Linked DNA regions of Mus musculus: region 2 is linked to region 1. The links are chromatin contacts, called in public Hi-C maps. All regions are on one chromosome and are shown on one strand. The core of a region is the stretch at or near the end of the contact, and the rest is flanking DNA. Distances in the headings are between cores, read along the strand shown. Region 1 has its middle 30 kb from the start of Gm42015. Region 2 has its middle 47 kb from the start of Gm7538.

The links. A called contact is a pair of places that touch in the nucleus more often than the background predicts.
Region 2: a contact with region 1 is called in a Hi-C map of muscle stem cells, with 3 times the contacts expected there. The contact joins two enhancer-like sites. A contact is called at or near these places in 1 of 484 Hi-C or Micro-C datasets (muscle stem cells), 1 of 115 datasets of contacts at active chromatin or transcription factors (embryonic stem cells) and 1 of 9 other capture datasets (embryonic stem cells).

What each region holds. Positions count from the first base shown.
Region 1 is chr5:118,811,247-118,814,708 of GRCm38.p6, reverse strand. No RefSeq gene overlaps it. Among named protein-coding and RNA genes, the nearest start is that of Gm42015, 30 kb to the left of the region's middle. Within about 2 kb of position 1,643, at least 21 of the 459 cell types and tissues checked have an H3K27ac peak or open chromatin away from gene starts, as enhancers often do. A contact at or near this core is called in muscle stem cells, where this site is marked.
Region 2 is chr5:119,244,871-119,248,525 of GRCm38.p6, reverse strand. No RefSeq gene overlaps it. Among named protein-coding and RNA genes, the nearest start is that of Gm7538, 47 kb to the right of the region's middle. Within about 2 kb of position 1,620, at least 25 of the 459 cell types and tissues checked have an H3K27ac peak or open chromatin away from gene starts, as enhancers often do. A contact at or near this core is called in muscle stem cells, where this site is marked.

The DNA of each region.
Region 1 (3,462 bases), core at 394-2,893:
GGCACTCTGCCCACATGTGGGTATCCCCGAGACTACAGTCTACAAAATCCCAAAGAAGCCTATCCTCTACTGGATTAATTCTCTCAGGTGTGTTAGCCACAGCCATGTGTGAACTAACTAACGAAGCCCTCTCCATGTGTCAGCAGGTGTATTACTCCTTATGGGTCAGTGTCTTAGCTGGGAGGAGACAGTCTCAAACCAGACCAGGAGTGTATGTGGGGGAGAGACAGGGATGGACCAGCCCACGGAGTCAGTACAGCTTGGGGTCTTCCCACTCCGGGACCTGAAGGACACAGGACAGAGCCCAGTCTGTAAGGGCTCTGACCTTCAGCTGAGGAATGCATGTCCCCTCCCACCCCCACCCCCATCCCCATCCCCACATGCAGACTCCTCCCTCCCCTTCATCATCCATGCCCTGGTAGCTAATGCTACCAGAAAGCCAGCAGGGGGCAGGGTTTGTCCACGAAGTGACAGAGCACATCCCGGCGCAGGGGCAAGATGGACAAACCTATACACTGGATTTTTCAGGGACATGTGGAAGATACTGCCTTGTTACTTAGACCAGCCGGATGGTGTCAGCTGCTGGGGGATATCCTGGCTTCTACTTGGCCCCAAGAGCATGGTCACCTGTGGCAATGTGAAGAGTCGGGTACAAGAACACACGAGCAGCCCCTGCTGTATACCTATGACATCCCAGATTCTAAGTGGAACGGCACATGGGTCCTATCTACGCAGGCCACTGGAAGCATAGAGAACACAGAGAGGCAATGTCCAGGTCCTCACAACAAAGACTTACAAGGGCAATGACCTTGGGTGGGGAGAGAGGGCTGCTCAGCTGAGATAGGAAGGGAGGCAGGAGACATTTAGAGATCTGTGGGCAGAGAAGACTGGGGAATATGCGGGGTGGGGGTTGGGAAGGCAGTGATGTCTCAGTCAGTAAAGCTCTGGCCTTGCAAGGATGAGGGCCTGAGTTCAGATTCTCAGAGCTCACATAAAAATCTAGGGTTGGAGGGGAACCCACATAGGCTTGTAATCCCATTGACAGGGGAAATGGGGAGGCAGAGCTAATCTGGGAAACGTAGGGATGTTCCTGGCCAATGGGAGACCCTATTCCAAATGAAAGGGGGAAGGCACCAGGATGTTACTGGCCAATGAGAGACCCTATTCCAAATGAAAGGGGGAAGGTACCAGAGAATGACACTGGGAAGTTTCAGTTGTCCTCTGAGTTCCACATGCAGAAACGAATGTGTACTTGTACACACACACACACACACACACACACACACACACACACTGAGCGCTCACACCCTCCTCTCTCTGAAAGGAATGCTCAAGTGTTAGATGACGTTGCTGGGAAGAGAAAAGCTAGGTCAGGTCACACAGGGCCTCCTTGACCATAGAGATACAAACCTGGACAAGCGCCCAAGAGCCACAGTAAACTGAGGACATGGTTAGGCAGGTGAGTGGCATGGTCCCCCAGCAAGGTGTGTCTGGAGAGCCCTGTTATGACCGAGTGTTGGGGAAAGAGCCTGGGAAGCATGAGACGGGGCTCAGTGTGTTGGCTGGGGAGGAACCTAGCTTGGTCAGGAACCCGGGAGGAGAGGCAGAGCACTCTGCTATCTGATTCCTGCTGGCAAGAGTCTCTCTCCAGAAGCACATGTGTGCCCTGGCCTCAGGGTGGGGGAGGTCAGAATGACCCACGAACAGCTGAACATTCCTGCTTGCTCTGTTTCCAACTCAGAGATGGTTTCCAGGCTTCGGAAAGTGCCCTCCCTCTAGAAATCCACACCCCACCATCACCCCCCCCACACACACACACACATCCTACCATCACCCACACCCACACACACCCTGCCATTACTACCCCCATCTTACTTCCCCTTGCCCCACTAAGAGCTCAACCAAGCTGTCAAATGCAAGCCATCGGGGTTCCATTGGGGGTGGGTGGTGGGGTGGGGGGTGAAATCTGTCAGGCCTCCAAAGAAGACACATTGCAGCTTAGTCAGAGGACAGAAACGTGATCGGCCTTCCCAGGGCCAGCAGAACGGAAGGCAGGACTGACGAGCTGCCAGGTACAATTAGCCTAAGCCCCAGCAACAGGCTCTCTGCCTCATTCTTGTCAGCACCTTCCCTGGGCATCTGGCCTTGGTGCCTAGGCAGCCTGGTTCCTCCAGCTACTGACCTGGAAGAGCTTCCGAGAAGAGCAGCCTGCCGTTCTGTCCACATACGGCCACCGACATTCCCTCTGGAAACCCAACCAAATGAAAAGCCAGTACTGTGTTGCTAACATCCTTAAAGCGAGCACTATTAAGGACCAGGTCTGGAGTAACTGTTACAGTTTTAACCTCCTGGGGGCACACTTTGCAACAAACCGCTACTCCTTGTGGAATAACAACACACATCACCTGCTTTATACCCCCAGAGGCATGGTGGCATAGACCTTCATTTTCCAGATCCCACTGAGGACAAAGGTGGAAACAAAGTTCCCATTCTGTATCTTGAGACGAGAGAGACCCTTTGGTGCTGTGCGCTGCGCTAAGGATCTGCCCTCCCTGCAGACACAGCCATTCCAGGGACTAAGGATTCAAAGATCCAGATTCTGACTCACAATCCCAGGCTTTGACTCTACAAGTGTGACGTCATTCTTGCATTCGTGATGGGAAGAATAACAGGAATAAAACCCTGACCATGGAGGGCATGAAAGGCATTCTGGGAAAATATTGACGCCAGCAGGACCCAGCCTGTCTTTTGATGTGTTTCTCCAAGCCCACCTTTGACAACAAGCCCTCGGACTACAGAATATCCATAGAGCCCCCTGCTGGACACAGAACACTGAGGATGCTACCATAGTGAATGCTGAAAGAGACCAATGGTGACTGTCCAGGCAAAGCAGGTCTTGAGCTGGAGAAGCAGGTGACTCAGCTCTCATCGTGGAGAATCCATGATGTTCCACAACCTACAGGAGACTCCCTGGATTCTATTTAGCTCCATCCAGCCCTGAAATGAAGCTCACTACTCTATCTCCCTGTAACTGCTGCCATCCTTGGGGCACAGGTCTGCCCGCAGGAGACGGTCTCTTCAGGGAAAAGTTAGCCCTGTGCCTCTCACTCCAGGGTGAGTGGGGTAGGAACATGTCTCCAGGGCACTACAGAATCCAGAACTGGGGCTAGGCAAGGGCATGGTGTGTGAAGCCACACAAGCTTAAGGATTTGAGTTTGGAACCCCATCCCCAGTCATATCTGTGTGCATCTATAACCCCAGTAGAGACAGATGGACATCCAGAGCTCACTGGATGCCAGTTTAGCCAACCACACTAACCTTCAGGTTTGGTGAGAGACTCTGTCTCAACTAAATACAGCAGAAAGCAAAAATCCACACTGGCATTAACACAGACACACAGACACACACACACACCACCACCACCACCACCACCACCACCACCACCACCACCACCACACACAC
Region 2 (3,655 bases), core at 371-2,870, 430 kb before region 1:
TCAGATATCATTCCTCAGAAGTCATCCACCTTGATTTTATTGGAGGTGGGGGTTAGGGTCTCCCACTGACCTGGAACTCACCAATAAGTAGAGATTGGCTGGCCAGGAATCTACCCGTCTCCACCTCCCTGATGCTGGGATTACAAGCCTGTGTGACTGTGCCTGATTTTGTTTTTACATGAACTCTGTGGGCTGAACTCGGGTGGCAGTGCTTGTAATGCAAGTGTTTTCTGATGGAGCTGTCTCCCTCACACCTCCTTTTTTTGCCTATAACTTGCTGTCCTACTGAGACCCAAGTGCTACCTGTCCACCCTGGGTGACAAATCTAAGCCAGGATTTAAAAATTATGTTTTTGTGCTCTGTGGGGGGGGGCGCGATATGGTGTATGTATGTATGTATGTATGTATGTATGTATGTATGTATGTATGTATGGTATATATGTGGTGTATGTGTGGTGTGTGGTGTGTCTATGTGTGTGGTGTGCATATGTGTATGTGGTGTGTTTGGTATGTCTATGTGTGTGTATGTATTTGTGTATTGTATGTGTGGTATATTTATGGTATGAGGTGTATCTGTGTGTGTGTATGTGAGTGTGTGGTATGTGTGTGTGTGTATATGGTATATGTGTGTGATATGTCTATGTGTATGGTGCGTGTATGTGCTCTGGCCAAGGTTCAAGAACAGAAGTCAGAAGACAACATAGGACAGTCAGTTCTCACTTTTTATCAAGTAATCAAGTAGGTCCTGGGAATTGAACTTAGTTCATCCGGCTTGATCACAAGCCTCTTTATCTACTGAGCCAACTAGCTCGTCCTTGGCCATGTGTGTTTGTTTGTCTTAATCATGACACCAAGAAAAATAACTCTCCTCTCTAGGAACCTGTCATTTCAGAGCTCCCCTCTGCCATGTGGGTGATGCCTCTTTCAAGTCTGGGTGGGCAGCATCTAGTTGGTCCCTCTGCTCACCATAGCGCTCAAACCAGGGAAGCTAGGTAGAAATCATACGTTAAAAAGGTTGTGGATCTGCTTAGATTAAAAACGAGGGTGAATTTATGTCCTAGTCGATCAAGAGACTGTGTGACCTTGGACGGAAATCGCTGCCTCATGTAGACTTTCTTTTTTTTTTTTTTTTCATCATGTAGACTTTCAACTGAACTCCGAGAAGAACTTCCGGTGAGTGGGAAGAAACACCGAGCCTCTCTGTGGAGCACTCTAGAACATTATCGGATGAGGTTAAATCGGGGTGCTGGTGGAAACAAGGGGATAACAGTATGGAGAACTCCCCTCCGTGTCCGCAGGCCCCAGAAATCCCTCTGAAGCTCCAGGCAGAAGCTGCTGGCCCTCCTACCCACTCCCTCCCACTTTTTCTTCGCAGCTGTCTCTGTGTTTCAGAGTCCACATCTCTGCCAGGGACTCTATTTTGGGATTTGTGGGAACCAGCAGCTTTTAGCAAATAGGAAGTCCCAGTGAGCTGGTCCCCCGTCCTGCCCCCCTCCCCCTCCCGGTCTCCCAGTCCACTTGGAGGGCAGAAGAGGAACAAACAGGCTGTCCTAAGCTTAGCCCTCAGGGCATGTGCGAGCTGGAGGGTGCCCAGCCTGGTCCCAGAGAGTCCTCATAGCTGGCGGACCGAATCCCTGACTACTCTGCCACCGTAAGGCAGGGCGGTGCCCAGCGGACCAATCGGGGGCTGCATATTCCCCAGGGAGCTGGGTTTTTCTCTGCAAATTACTACCAAGTTCCTGCCACATCCAGTCTCTGCACAGAGGCGGGTGGCAGGCTAGGTCCCGACACTCCAAGAAACACACCAGCCAAGTGCCATAGCGGTGAGAGACCCTGTCCTTAGGATCAGGACACAGGGGCTTTAAGTGGAGTGGCTCAGGAGCCTTAGGTATGTACATGGCTGGGTTAACATGCAGGTGGGTGTCACACTCTCCAGTGGTGTGGTTATGTGTCAATGTGGATTCGTGTGACATGTGGATTTTTCGATCTCCTATGCGCAGCTAGCTGTCTCAGAGGGTGCACGGGTGACCCGCCTGTATTTTCACAGTGACCCAGATGCTTATGCGTCTTTTCACTGTGTTATGAGGAATACCTTTTAATTTGGCCCAACCAATTTGTGGGTCATTGTGTAAATCCAGAAAAAAGACAGGTAAGATAGTAAAGGCCTGTGAGTTCAACACTCAGGAGGCTAAGGCAGGAGGATCAGGCATTGGAAGATTAGCCTGGGCTATGTAGCGAGACTCTGTGTCCAAAAGGGGGAAAAAAAACAAGAAACATATGTATATATGTATATATGTATATATGTATATATGTATATATGTATATATGTATATATGTATATATGTATATATGTATATATGTATATATGTATATATGTATATATGTATATATGTATATATGTATATATGTATATATGTATATATGTATATATGTATATATGTATATATGTATATATGTATATATGTATATATGTATATATGTATATATGTATATATGTATATATGTATATATGTATATATGTATATATGTATATATGTATATATGTATATATGTATATATGTATATATGTATATATGTATATATGTATATATGTATATATGTATATATGTATATATGTATATATGTATATATGTATATATGTATATATGTATATATGTATATATGTATATATGTATATATGTATATATGTATGTATGTATGTATGTATGTATGTATATATGTATATATGTATGTATGTATATATGTATGTATGTATGTATGTATGTATGTATATATGTATGTATGTATATATGTATATATGTATATATGTATATATGTATATATGTATGTATGTATGTATGTATATATGTATATATGTATGTATGTATATATGTATGTATGTATGTATGTATGTATATATGTATGTATGTATATATGTATATATGTATGTATGTATATATGTATGTATGTATATATGTATGTATATATGTATGTATGTATATATGTATATATGTATATATGTATATATGTATGTATGTATGTATGTATGTATATATGTATATATGTATATATGTATATATGTATATAATCTGTATATGTTACCCATGCAAATAAAAACTAGAAAACAGAGATTCAGCAGGCCTATATTATATATGTTATACACAGCATCATAACTATGACAACAGAAGAGAAGTAAGCCATAATTATAACTAACATCTGTGCAATATATATACTGTCCACAAACATGGGGGAGTAAATCTCCCACTAGGAAGTATCTGCCCCATATGTGCTTTCTAGCTGTTTTTGTTTTTTAATTAAAATGCATGAGTTCCACACACAAAAGCAAGTACATTGTCAGTATTAGTCACCTCTGAATATTTCATATCAGTCAAACAGAGGTGTGGCTCTGGGTATGGTGCTGCACACCTTCAATCCCAGCGCTCGGGAGGCAGAGGCAGGGGGAATCTTTGTGAGTTCGAGGCCAGACTGCCTGGTCTAACAGAGTGAGTTCTAGGACAGCCAGGGCTCGATAGAGAGACTCTGTTACAAGACAGACAAAGGCAAGATGTAAAATTATGCCTGTATACAATACACATATATACATAAACTACGGACGAGTGAATGTTTGACCATGCTTCAAACTTTTCTAAGAGCAGGGTCATAAATCAAGCCCAGTG